3 separate regions of the Sus scrofa genome follow, and regions 1 and 2 are each linked to region 3. A link is a contact called in public HiChIP or PLAC-seq and promoter capture Hi-C data. All regions are on one chromosome and are shown on one strand. Each heading gives the region's core, a stretch centred on a gene start, on an enhancer-like site or on the middle of the called end of the contact. The rest is flanking DNA. Distances are from core to core; before and after follow the strand shown. Region 1 overlaps LOC102163816 (a long non-coding RNA gene). Region 2 overlaps LOC102163816 (a long non-coding RNA gene). Region 3 holds the start of TIGD3 (tigger transposable element-derived protein 3).

What was found. Promoter capture Hi-C pulls out the DNA fragments that hold promoters and counts their contacts. HiChIP or PLAC-seq counts read pairs in DNA pulled down with a chosen protein or histone mark.
Region 1: a promoter capture Hi-C map of fetal liver shows a contact between it and region 3, with 2.2 times the contacts expected there. The contact joins the enhancer-like site here to the promoter of TIGD3 in region 3. A contact is called at or near these places in 5 of 5 promoter capture datasets (fetal liver, fetal skeletal muscle, liver and 1 more), 28 of 47 Hi-C or Micro-C datasets (adipose tissue, alveolar macrophages, blood and 14 more) and 2 of 2 datasets of contacts at active chromatin or transcription factors (alveolar macrophages and skeletal muscle).
Region 2: a contact with region 3 is called in an H3K27ac HiChIP or PLAC-seq map of alveolar macrophages. The contact joins the enhancer-like site here to the promoter of TIGD3 in region 3. A contact is called at or near these places in 1 of 5 promoter capture datasets (liver), 4 of 47 Hi-C or Micro-C datasets (embryonic fibroblasts, liver, retroperitoneal adipose tissue and 1 more) and 2 of 2 datasets of contacts at active chromatin or transcription factors (alveolar macrophages and skeletal muscle).

What each region holds. Positions count from the first base shown.
Region 1 is chr2:6,753,229-6,757,295 of Sscrofa11.1, forward strand. LOC102163816 (a long non-coding RNA gene) reads left to right here. Exons shown (of 4, transcript XR_002341443.1): 1 at 1-4,067. Among named protein-coding and RNA genes, the nearest start is that of SCYL1, 22 kb to the left of the region's middle. Within about 2 kb of position 2,368, at least 24 of the 83 cell types and tissues checked have an H3K27ac peak or open chromatin away from gene starts, as enhancers often do. A contact at or near this core is called in fetal liver, mesenteric adipose tissue, omental adipose tissue and 1 more, where this site is marked.
Region 2 is chr2:6,769,897-6,774,643 of Sscrofa11.1, forward strand. All of the region lies in intron 2 of LOC102163816 (a long non-coding RNA gene), which reads left to right. Among named protein-coding and RNA genes, the nearest start is that of SCYL1, 39 kb to the left of the region's middle. Within about 2 kb of position 2,330, at least 62 of the 83 cell types and tissues checked have an H3K27ac peak or open chromatin away from gene starts, as enhancers often do. A contact at or near this core is called in alveolar macrophages, embryonic fibroblasts, liver and 2 more, where this site is marked.
Region 3 is chr2:6,865,817-6,870,092 of Sscrofa11.1, forward strand. TIGD3 (tigger transposable element-derived protein 3) reads right to left here and starts at 2,124. Exons shown (of 2, transcript XM_003480677.4): 1 at 1,913-2,124; 2 at 1-987. The coding sequence starts at 973.

The sequences.
Region 1 (4,067 bases), core at 1,118-3,617, 110 kb before region 3:
GAAGCAACTCTTCTGATAATGAGAAACCTGTCTGAGGCAAACGAAAGATTGGCAAACAGCACAGCTTCCTCTCAATCCACTTGATCCCACTCCTTTCAATTATTTCAGCTTCTTTTATTCCAGGGTTAATGTGTAGCTTTATCATTTTCATTTCATTTCATTTTTTATTCTGCTTTTGTAAAAGCAGTATTTTGAGGTGGGCATTAGATCTTCATGGTATTTCTCATCATTTCATTATTTTATTTCTCATCGATTCATTATTTTTGTGGATACAGCTTGATATGCCATAACTTTAAGAGTAGATTCCATTAACTTTAAATTGGTAGCTTTCATTTGCTTAAATTTTTTTTTTGCATATGCAGACCATGAGTTCATCAGTAGTAAGGATTTCAGAGTTATGCTTTTGCCCAATGAAGATAGGTATGAAATATAATCTTTTCTGCCTTTACTTATCATTCACCAAGGAGCTGTTCCCCTCTCCATCTAGGCCATCATATTGCCAGGCTGGGTATGACTCAGAAGATGTTATCTGAAAAAAGTCTACAGAAAAAAAAGGTTTCCCCCCCATCAACAAAAACCCACCCCTTTTAATTGATTATGATTTACAAATACTTAGGTGCAAATTCAATACACAATTTACAACAATTTTGAAGCATACCTTTACATCTTGTCTCGCAGCCATACAAAAATTTCCTATACTAAAAAACTTGCTTATGTAACTGAAAATAGAATCTTACTTGATAATATAAAAGCTACCATCAGAAGAAATCCCTTCAGGATCATTAAGCCACTTCCTTTGCTCTGAAGCTCCTATAGTAGTATTAAGTTTTATTAAATCACCTGAAAAAAATTCCAAAAGAGAACCACACACTACCATATCCAAACAACTTTAGTGTTTAAACAATTCCCCAAGTTTTTATCTTGGTCAACCCAGTGGGCTAGACCAACCCCCAATCCAACACTTTCCTTTCCCAAGCCCTACACTTTAAATCCAGTGAATCTTTGAAGTTCCCAGCTGTCCAGTTCAAAAATTGGGGTAAAACAAGAAACTAGAGGATCAGGAGTTACTTGCCAACTTGGGAGGTGAGATTTCTTTAGTTTTTCCATCCTAAGTATTTAAGTTCTCTGGCATGAGTTATCTGAAATCATAAACTAAACAATTACCTAAACCCAACCCACCCAACCCCAACCAAAACAGGCCACTGCCAACTAATTGCCAAAACTTGCCCCTCCCCTTTAAAAGGCATCTTAAAAAGTTCCATTATTTGAAAACTTAACTTCAATATTTGGCCTAGTCAAGCTCTTCTGAAGTTCTCCTGAGATGACTGAATATGAACCAAAGCTGCACTGTGCTGTATATTTCAGCTTCACTGGGAATACTCCAAGGAAAAAAGCAGCTCCAATCCCTGAAGGTGTTTGGTGCCAACAGCATAGCAGTACAATCCTTCTCTAACTCAGTTTGTCAATAGTACTATAGCATCTGTGGAAAGTCTTAGAAAAAAACATTTTCTCCCCCACCCTCTTCCCTGTTAAGACCACCCCAAAATACTTCAAGTAAAAATAACCGGTTACATACTTTAATTAAAAAAAAAATCTGATTAAGGGGTGGAAAAAGTACCAGCCATTTCTCCACTGGAGTTCCATCACAGACCTTAAGTGAGAGCTGCTCGTGTTCTAGTTTCTACAAACTGTAAACCTGTGGTGTTCTGATTATCCTGATACTGGATTTTCTTTTTTCCTGTTACCTTGAGTCATTTGCCTTTGGAATTCTAGACAGACCTAAGGGGAAAAGAACTCAAAACATATTTTGCCCCCCCAAAACCTTTACCCCCCCGAATTACACACCCAACTATATATATATAGGTAACTTAGAATAGAGAATGAGAAAGAAAATTAAGTCATCTACTCACAAAACGGAAATGCTTCATTACCAAGCTAAATATAAAACCTGCTTACAAAGCTGGCTGAAACTGTCTCAAGGTTGTTCTATCAAATTCATTTGTTTTCCCTCATATTGGTTAAAAACGAAAACACTTGCCATCTACTATTCCTCCGGGCCTTGGTAGTCTGCCCTCAAAAGCTTCAGACAAGATGAGAAAATACGCCTGAAAAAGAGAAACCTACAACACCCGAAAATCGGCCTACATCCCCATAAAACCCTTTATGCTTAAGTACACAGCTCCCCCATCACCATTAGGAAATACAACAAAGATTACCGTACTGTTACCAAAAAAAGGTGAAGAAACAAAGCAGAACCCACGATACTGCCGACCTCACGGATTTTTACCACACCACTGGCTCTCCCTGCCGGCCTTGCACACTGGGCTGCCGCTCTAGGACGCTCTATCTAGCCTCCACACCGCCTGCTCGCCTCCTCCGCGGGGTTGCCAAGCCACGCCGCCAAGCCGCACGCTAGCTTCATCACCACATCGCACTGGCTTCCTCCTTCCTGGAATCCTCTCCTAGCTTCACCTCCAACCGTTAGGGCTCCTTCCTTCTTCCTAGCTTCCTTCACCAAATCGCACTGGCTCCCGGGCTCCTCCTTCCTATCTTCACGAACTGCCGCTCGCTCCTCAGTCCTAGTTTCACCAAAAACTGGCTCCTGGAATCCTGTCTGCTGCTGTCTTCCTAGGTTCTCTGAATCCACTTCTGTGTAGCACCTGGTCAGCTGTTAATTAGCGCCTAGTCCTCAGGGTTTAGAAATTCATCTTAGCTCAAAGTCCAATGCAAAAAATGTTAACTTGGTTATCCTCGCTCTTGAATTTATCGTCCTTTAAGTTTTCCAGAAGAAACTAAACTACTGTATGGATTTAAGGCCTTTCAAATTTTTAACTCTTCCGTCTACCTTAATTTTTACATCAGTCTTTTTAGTAGCTTTTTGCTGTGATTTTAAATTTACTTCCCTCTACAGCTTCGAGATATTCTTCTAAGTTGGTCTTGGTCTACTGTAGTTTAAAACCCTCTTCTCAGATCTAACTTCTGCACCACCACAAATTAAAGTTGATGGGCTTTTTAAATAAATTGAACTATTAAAAATTATTTTTCTTAGTTTTGCGTCTTGTACTTATCCAATTTTTTGGCTTCGGACTTTTCTATCTTCCAATTACTTGGACCTCTATCTTGTATGCTTGTCTCCAACAGCTTGTTTCTCATTTTCTACCTCAAACACTCGAACATCTTTTCAACCTTCTCTTTCTAGATGTCTTCTGCCTCCTACCTTCTGGGCTTAGTTTTTTTCTGTCTTCTAAAAGCCGTATTTTTTATCTTCTAGTTTTCCTATCTTCACTAATCTTTTCTTCACCTTCCTGTACTTGTCTTCCGAGTTTTCCACTTCAAATTTCTAATCTTCTTTCTCCACTAATACTTCCATCAACTTCCAAAGAAAGCCTTAAGGCTTCAAATGACGCAGTTTTGATCGCGCCGTGAATTTGAAGGCATTTCTTAAATCACCTTCAACTGACCTTTAAAGATGGCTTTTAAAACATTTTAATCCATCTACGACTGGACTTTAAAAGTATTGTTTAGGTTCTATTTATAGCATTACGTTTGAACAATAATCTAAAAAGCTGCCCTTCAATTTAAGACTTTAAAATTCCATACTTTGCAGTCCTGTCTCGGCAACTCCTTTTAAAATTAGCTTTCTCACTCCATGAAGAAGCTTCAGCTCTTAACCTCCGTCATGTTCTAATATTATCTTTTTTCTTCTTTCTTCCTTTCTCACACTATTTTTTAAGGACGTCTCCATTTTCCCCTAAAATAAGACCTTCTTATTAATTATCAAATCTACTCTCACGAATTTAACTCAAAACTACAGCTCAGTATTTTCGCTAATTTATAATTCCTAGAGAATAAGAGTAATCCCTATCTTAACAGAAAAACTTATCTGCGGTCTCCTCAAGAAGCGTTTCCTGCCTCTCAGCCGTCTCTGCTCTCGCTGCCTCAATGCCTGCCTCCCGACCCGCAGCGCGCGGCGTATTTATAGCCCAAGGACACCTCACACCCCCGTCATCCAATAACCCTCCGCCGCCTTTGTGAGGGAAGCAAAAATAGTTCCTCGGAAGGAGTTA
Region 2 (4,747 bases), core at 1,080-3,579, 96 kb before region 3:
CAGGTGCAGCCCTAAAAGGACAAAAACAAAAAAACAAAAAAACCTCCAAAAAACAAAAACACATGCCCATCTCCTTCTTCATAGGTGGGGCTCCAGGGCTTCTGACTTTTGGACTTAATCTCAGACAGGCAGCTCCTGGAGTCCTGGCTTCCCGTACCACACTTGCTTTGCCCATGATACCTGCGCTCGGGGCTGTGCCACACAGGAGCCGGGTTTCCCCTGGACCAGCCTCGCTCCAGTGAGAGCTGGAAGCTGAGGGAATTTTTCAAAGCTCCGGATTCAGCTTTCACTGGGGGTTGGTGAACTAGTCATCAGCAAAAGCCTTGGTCAAGTCCCAACCAGAAGGGGTTCCACCTTTTCTGGGTTAAGAAAGTGGGGGTGTGATCAGTGCTGATGAGGGGAAAGCTAGGGGTACTAGAGCAAAGAAGACAGGCTTGGGCTTAAGGCAGAGGGCAGAGCTTGGAGGGCTTCCAGGAGTAAGCAACCCACACACTCAGAAGAATCCTGGAGCATCAACCAAAAGGCTTGGTTTTTTGTCACGGATATTTATCTAAACCAGTACACAGTAGGTGCTTGGCAAACATCTGCTGAATGAATAAATGAGCCAGGGGGGTGATAATTTAAGAACTTTTGTTAGTAGTAATAGGTAGTGAGAGCCTTATTACCGGGAGGAACCAAGGATCTGCTGGATGGCCACTTGTCTGAGGCCCCACCTTAGAGCGGTGAGGTCTGAGGTCCATCCCAGAGTGCGTGAGGCTCACCCAAAATAACCTGCACCTGGGGGGGGCGGGGGGGTCAGATCTGAACAAAGCAATCCACACTCGCTGGGACTGTGTGCTTAACCGCTTTGAACCTAGACCCCTCGGCGCCTCCGAAGCCGCTAATCTAGTCCAGGCGCTCTTGTCTCCCAGGTCCCCAGACCTGCAAAGCGCCTGCGCCTCCCTCCGGCGGAGCTCAGCCTGGAGAAGCCGGGCGTCGGGAGGGCGGCGGCGCTAGCTCTGACTCCAGGGAGGCGAGGCGGGGCGCGGGGGCCGCAATTGGGGTTCTTGCGTTTCCGCCGCCGAATGAGCACAGCCCCTGGGCAGCCGCCCGCGCCCCAGCGGCTGGAGGAGGACGGGGAGGGGAGGGGGCGCCAGCACCAGGGTGGTTCGCAGTTCCGGACGCCCCACTTCTCAGCCCCAACCTGGGGCAGGCAGAGCCCGGAGCCCCACACTCCTCCTTCCCTCCCACGCTGTGCCCCCTCTACCCCGCCCAGTGTCTCTTGATTCCCACAGAGGCGAGGGACCTGCCCACTCCGCGCTCAGCCCTGTGCGGTTCCCCGCCTCAAAGCCCTTTAAGTGCAAGTGACAAGTCCAGCGCGCACGCTTTGGTTCCTGGTCCGATGAGGCCGGAAAGTGGCTTAGAGTGGAGCTGGTGGTAGAGAAGGCATTCCGGAAGGGACTGCTCTGTATCTGGGTAGGAGACTCCGGAGTCTCCCAGAGAGAAGAGCGGTTGCAGAGAGGGCAGTCCAGGTGCAGGGAACAGCGTGTGCAAAGGCACAGGGGCGAGTAAGAGCGCCCCGTGGAACAGGAAGAGGACAGGCGCAGCCCAAAAGGCAGGGCCGGAGAGGGCTTTGGAGGGGATGTGAAAGGGCCGGATGCCACGCGGTGGATGGGGCTGGGTGCCAGGGAAGGCTGCTGGCCCTGTGTGTGTCCGGGAAGGGAGGAGGACCACGCGGGAGAGGCTGAGGCCTGAGTTTCCTGGGGTGCCAGTACCATCGGAGGCACGGCAAGGGCTTGAAAGCTGCTTAGGGGTGGATGAGAGCCCAGTGTGTAGACCCTCGTTCCCTCTCTCCAACCCCCCAGCACAGGCTCCCGGCCTTCCCCCTCCCCCGCATCCCTCCCCAGAGGCTTTCCCCAGGCTCTCTCCGACCTTCTTACCCCTCCACTCACTCCTGACGACCCCACCCCACCTGTCCTGAACCCCAGCAATGAAAGCATGAAGGTCCCAGGTTCCTTCCAGACCCCCTTCCTGCCCTTAACTCCCCTCCCCAGCCCGGACTCCTGGGGCTTCCCAATCGGTAAGACCAGATCCAGACCCTGGGAAGGGGAGAGGCTTTCCTGCGCTCCTCCGCGCCCCACCCTGCCCTGGGGCCTCTCCGCTGGGAGATAGGCCAGGCCGGGACTGGCGCCTCTCCGGCTCCTATCCAGGGCTCCTATCCAGCGGCTCAGTCCGCGTGGCGCCTCATGTGACTGCCCTAGTAAACATCCGCCCGGGACGGGGGTGGGGCGGGTGGCATCTGGGAGTCCCTGGACTTGTGAAAAAACCCCTGCCTCTCCTCCCGGCCACACCCTGTTCGGGGACAGACGGGCAGCCTCACTGCTTGGTCCCATCGCCCTGGGCGGTTCCCTGATCTGTCATTTGTGGGTGTGTCAAGGCCCGGGGCGGTGTCCGAATTGGCTGAGAAGGAGGAGTCTCGCTGGAGGGAACTCCCTGGTTTGTGTCCGCCTTGGTCTTGGAGAAGAGCTTTTCCTGCCGTCTTGGCCCAGCTTGGTGCTTGCATAGTGCCAGGCGGGTCCCTGATCCAAAGGCGCAGAAGCGAGATCTGGGCAGGGGCCTGGGGGCGCCGGGCGGAAATGGTGTTTGGAGGGACCCGGTGCCTAGGCCTCGATCTCCGAGTCTGGAAAGGTCTGGGGGATACAGGCAGGTGAGGCAGGACTGCTGCCCTGGCTTTTACAGCCTGAGGTTCATCTCTTGCTGCCTCACAGGGGCCTCAACTCCTGCTGATTCTGCCTCCTCCAATGGCCACTTCCCTCTTCCCTCTACCTACGGCATCCTCCCCGCAGGCCAGGGCCTCTCCCCACTCTCTGCTGTACCCCTGTCTCCTCCCCTGAGCCTCAGTCATCTGCCTTCAAGGAACTTTGACCAACCGATCTTTGGTCCTGTTCCATCCAGGGCCTTTCTGAGTTAACCTCGGCTTCTCTAGATTTATTATTCTCCAGGCTCACCCCAGTCACCCTGCTCTGTGGTCCTGGTAAACTCTAGTTTATCCTCAGGTCTCAGCTCAGCCCTGAGCCTCCTTGAAGACAGGGGTGTAAGTGTGCTCCCCAGGAGTTCCCCTCGTGGCGCAGTGGCTAACGAATCCAACTGGGAACCATGAGGTTGCAGGTTCGGTCCCTGCCCTTGCTCAGTGGGTTAACGATCTGGCGCTGCCGTGAGCTGTGGTGTAGGTTGCAGACGCGGCTCGGATCCCACGTTGCTGTGGCTCTGGCGTAGGCCGGTGGCTACAGCTCCGATTCGACCTCTAGCCTGGGAACCTCCATATGCCGCGGGAGCGGCCCAAGAAATAGCAACAACAACAACAAAAGACAAAAAGACAAAAAAAAAAAAAAAAAAAAAAAGAGTGCTCCCCAGGGCTCCCTGACCTTGGAGAGAGAGTGGACTCATTTCTGTCCCTGGGTCCCAGCTTGGCCCCCAAGACAGGAGCACCAAGAGTTCCCATTGTGGCTCAGCAGTTAACAACCCAGCTAGTATCCACGAGGACTTGGGTTCGACCCCTGGCCTTGCTCAGTGGGTTAAGGATCCAGCGTTGCTGTGGCTCTGGTGTAGGCCAGTGGCTACAGCTCCGACTGGACCCCTAGCCTGGGAACCTCCATATGCCATGGGTGTGGCCCTAAAAAGACAGAAAAAGACAGGAGCACCACTGGTCCCAGAATCGGGGTAGCTCAGAGGGCTGCCACCAGCGTGGACAGTTCAGACCAATAACTCGGCGAACACTCATGATCAGCAGAGAACATTTTGAGAAAAGGTTAAATACTGCTCCTCAGTTAAGAGAAACTTATTTAGAATTTCTGACTGTCAGTCCCAACTTGGTGAGACGACGTCAGTGACTCTGGGAGGTGGAGAATGCAACCCTGACGGTCACCAGCCTGTTTGTCTGTGACTCAGTCATCTCATTCCAGCCCTTTTTTTGGAGCCTCTAAATGCTCCGTCTTCCTGGTTCTTTATGAACCAGCTCTTCCACCGTGTTGGTACCTTCCTTAAGGCGTGAAGTCATCTTCGACACAGGCTTTATACTGAGAGTCATGCTTTTAGTTTTGAAAATTATAGATTGTGACGCTTCCAGAGACTGTCCACCAAAGTGTCCACCTGGATTCAGCGGCCAGAGCCAATTACACTTTGTTGGAGAAGCGTGTCTCGCGGGCTTACCTGGAACACTGCCTCTCTTACCTCCAGCTTCTGGATTCCGCCCTCCGATGCGTGTGTTATATTATTATTTATTTAGAAATACCTAATGCTTTATTGTTACGATATTTAAACGGTATGGGGTAAAGGGCCTGGGACCATTGCCTCCCATCATAGGCCTAAAGCTAATTGCTGTTACTCTGTTAGGTGTTATACATTTATCAGTGTGCAGAATATATACACGTACTCCAGTTTACATATATGTATATACACAAACTACAGGAGTTCCCGTCGTGGCGCAGTGGTTAACGAATCCGACTAGGAACCATGAGGTTGCGGGGTCGGTCCCTGCCCTTGCTCAGTGGGTTAACGATCCGGCGTTGCCGTGAGCTGTGATGTAGGTTGCAGACGCGGCTCGGATCCCACATTGCTGTGGCTCTGGCGTAGGCCGGTGGCTACAGCTCCGATTCAACCCCTAGCCTGGGAACCTCCGTATGCCGTGGGAGCGGCCCAAGAAATAGCAACAACAACAACAAAAAGACAAAAGACAAAAAAAAATAAAAAATAAAAAATAAAAATAAAA
Region 3 (4,276 bases), core at 874-3,373:
CAGCCCTCTCACTCTGGGCCGCCGCCAGCTTGCCCAGCAGACGGTGCCGGTAATGGGCCTTAAAGGCCCGGACCACGGAGCTGGGCAGGGAAGGCGTGGTGCTAGCAGCGGACAAAGGCAAGAGCCTCACGTGGCAGAGCCGGGGCAGGCCCACCAACTCCTCCACCACTCGGGCGGCCAGCAGCAAGGCCACCTGTCGGCCCTGCTGCCCCATGTCCCGGTCAAACTGTGCCAACCACTCTGACCAGGGGATAACCAGGTCAGGGTGGTAAGAGGCAAGCAGAGCCTCACTGCTGACCCCAAAGAAGCACCTTGGGGCAGCCTGGAGCCCACTGACCAACACCCGCCGTTTCTCTGTGCCCCTGCTGTTGGCACACAGCAGCACCTGTACCCGATCACGTGTGCCCACTCTGCCGGGCACTGCCCGATATAGCAAGGGCACTTCGGCACAGCCAAAAATGTCCTCTGGGGAGAAATCTTTAAGAGAGAGAGGCAGCTGGGCCTGGGGCGTGGGAGCCGGGGGAGGTGGCTCAGGGGGCAATGGAGGCACCAAAACATGGCGGGCCCCAAAGCCCACGTTGTTTCGGCGTTTCCAGCGCACCAGCCAGCCGATGCTGGGCACAAAATCCTGGCCCATGATGTCAGCCAGCTCCTTGGCTTTGTGGAGCAGCATGGGCCCTGTCACGTCCCAGGCCTTGGCCCGGGCAATGTGGTACCAGCAGAGTAGAGCCTCGTCGATCCCGCTGTACTTGGACTCCCGCTTGCGCTTGCGCTCCCGGTTGGCGGTGCCGCTGCACCAGTCCGCCAGCAGCTTCTCCTTATTCTTGCAGATGCGTGAGATCTGGGGCTGGGAGACCTGGAAGCGCCGGGCCACCTCCGACTGGGACATCTTGGACTCATCCAGGAGTTCCAGCACCTGGATCTTCTCGGCCAGGGACAGGGCGTGAAGCTTCTTCTTGCTGCACAGCTCCATGGCAACTCTGGCACCTGTTCCGGGGGAGAGGGGGAAGGAGGAAACGGTGAGGGTGGAGGCCAGGCGGGGTGGGAGAGGAGCATAGTAAGAAAAAGGGGATATTAGAGGCAGGGAGATAGACTGGTGTAGGGAGAGACCAGGGCAGCCTGGATCCGCTGGGACAGGGTGAGGGGACACTGGGTTGGAGGTGAGAGGGCTGGATTGAAAGGAAGAGAAACCACCAGGCTGAGTGAGCAGTGGCCTGGCCCTGATCTGGAGGAATGCAGGACCTAGCTGGGGAGGGCTGGCCCCTGGTCAGAGCAAGAAGGGAGTCTGGGCTGAGGTTTGGGGGAGAAGGATGAATAGAGCCGAGGGGACAGCTGCAGAGACAACAAAGGAGCATGGATGGGGAGGACAGGGCTGGGGCTGCATGGGGCAGGTGGAGGGGATAATCAGAGCTGGCAGGAGGAATCCCCGTAGGGGGAGGGGGATGATGGCCTAGGCTGGATTCAGATGAAGATGTGGGGGGCAGGGTGGTAGAGTGGATGAATGGAGTTGAGATGACAGGTGTACAGATGACAAAGAGGGACAGACTGGGGGCTGAAGGAGCGAGTCTAATTTGGTGCCAGGTCCTGAGCAGGTATGGCTGGGCCGGGGTCCGGCCTGGAGGGGGCGCGGGAGCACAAGGCCGAAAGGACAGGAGCACAGGCGACAAAGGGCAAGAGGGGTTAGGAGGCCGCGCGGGCAGCGAGAGGGGCGGGGTGTCCTCAGAGGGGAGAGTCCTGGCCTGGGAGGGGGACCACCGCGCGGGGACGAGCGTCTGTGATGGAGACAGGCCGGGAGCCGGGTTCTGCAACCTGCTGACCTCTCCACACGGTGACTCTGGGTCTGCCGGCGGGGCGGACCTAGCCATCGGCCCGCCCGGCCTTCCCGCCTCCCAGCCACCCTCTCCGCACCCACCTCAAGTGTTCGTCCCGCGACTCCCGCCCCGGCCCCGGCCCCGGCCCGGCTCCCCAGCCCCTGTCCCTGTGGTACAAGAGAGCAGGGTAGGGACGCGCGGGGCAAACTGAAGGGCTGCGCGGGCGGCGGGCGCGCGCACAGCAGGGACCGGTGGGCGCCGCCCGCGCCGGGTTCTCTCCCGGCTGAGAAGACCTGGACCCACCGCTCAGCTTCACCCGCTGCCGCCCCGCCCCGGCCCAATCCGATTGGTCTCCGGTGCAGTTCTGTCCCTCCCCCGGCTAAATCTCATTGGGCATCGCGAAGCGGCGGGTCGTTGGGGGAATTGAGCTTCTAGCTGCAGGGGCTGGGGGGGCGGAGCCCGGACGGGGCGGGAGTCCTGGAAGCGCCGCCAGCCTCAGGGGACCCGGTAGACGAGGCCAAACAAGCCTCCCTCCAGTGAGCAGACTTGGAAGGTCATCCTGGCTGTGACCCTAGGCAGCTTTAGCTTCCTCATCGACCAAACAGGTCTATTACCCCTCACCCAGTGGCTTTGAAAAAATGGAAGCACGTTTTAAGCTACACAAAGGATGTTACCATGGACGGTATTGGCCTCAAGTGGGTACTACCACAAACTGCTTGCTTGGGGCCAGTTCTGATTTTGTACGAATAAAGACTAATTTTATTTTATTTATTTGCTTTTTAGGGCCGTAATTTCGGCATATGGAGGTTCCCAGGTTAAGGGTCGAATTGGAGCTACAGCTGCCGGCCTACACCACAGCCACAGCCATGTAGGATCTGAGCTGCGTCTGCTACCTACACCACAGCTCACGGCAAGGCCGGATCCTTTAACCCACTGAGTGAGGCCAGGATCAAACCCAAATCCCCACGGATACTAGTCAGATTCATTTCCACTGTGCCACAATGGAACTCCAGCATTCTCATTTTTAACCTTTTTCCTTTTACTATCTTTTCTGGCCTTAGACTATTCAACCACCAAGGATCACTGCTTGACTACCTTGACTCCAGGCCTACATCCGCGCAGACATGATGGGGCTGTGCCCCGCCCCTAACGCAGTCCCCAAACTGGAGCACCCTGCTTACTTACTGAACACAAGGGCCCAGGCCACTCACTGCCTCCCAATAAAACAGTGGCTTTCAGACTGTCCTAGAAAATCCTAAGGATACTTCGGGGGGGGGGGGTTGTCATAACTGATTCATACCTTTAAAATGTTGGTTTGCAGGAAAAGAAAAACTCACTCTTGTGCACGTAAATATACTTGGAGGAAGGTTTGCATGGCTGCACTATAGGCCGAGTTCACACACACTTGCCTTCAATTAAATGAACCAATTTCAGGCAAGCAAGGCGGAGGTACCTCTCATCTCCATTATTCATACAGAAAGCTTTAATGTGTCCTCATGGTGACGCATAGAGTTTTCCTGTGTCATTAACTCTTTTATATTTATATAATCATCAAGCTTCTAATCAAGCTTCTGGACCTATGCTAAGTATCTCTGAAACTAAAAAGCTCAACTGTTATAAATCTGTCTCACCACTTGCACATACAAATCCAGAATTTCCTCCAAACCAACTAAAACACAGAAATAAACAGGTTAAAGTTGATTTTAACCCAAATTTTGTAACAGCTATAATGTACATAAGAAATTAAAACAAATTATCCAATTTTCTGTCAACTTATATTGAGGTTAAATGTTTTATTTAATTTGGGGGGGAAAAGCTATGCTTCAAGACTAATGTCCATGGAGTTCCCACTACGTGCAGTGGAGTTAAGAATCTAACTGCAGGAGTTCCTGTTGTGGCTCAGCAGGTTATGAGTCTGACTAGCATCCATGAAGGCCTGGGTTCGACCCCTGACCTCACTCAGCGGATTAAGGATCTGGCGTTGCCATGAGCTGTGGTGTAGGTCGAAGACATGGCTCAGATCCTGCACTGCCACTGGCTGTAGCATAGGCTGGCAGCTGCAGCTCCAATTCGACCCCTAGCCTGGGAATTTCCATATGCTGCAGGTGTGGCCCTAAACAGAAAAAAAAAAAAAAAAAAAAAAAAAAAGAAAAGAAAAAAGAATCCAACTGCAGCAGCTTGGGTCACCACAAAGGTGTGGGTTTGATCCCCTGCCCAGCCTTGCTGCAGCTGTGGCATATGTCACAGCTGTGGCTCAGATTCAATCCCTGGCCCAGAAACTCCCATATGCCACAGGTGTGGCCATAAAAACAAAAGAAGCCAGGAGTTCCCGACATGACTCAGTGGTTAACGAATCCGACTAGGAACCATGAGGTTGTGGGTTCGATCCCTGGCCTTGCTCAGTGGGTTAAGGATCCAGCATTGCCGTGAGCTGTGGTGTAGGTCGCAAACGTGGCTCGGATCCT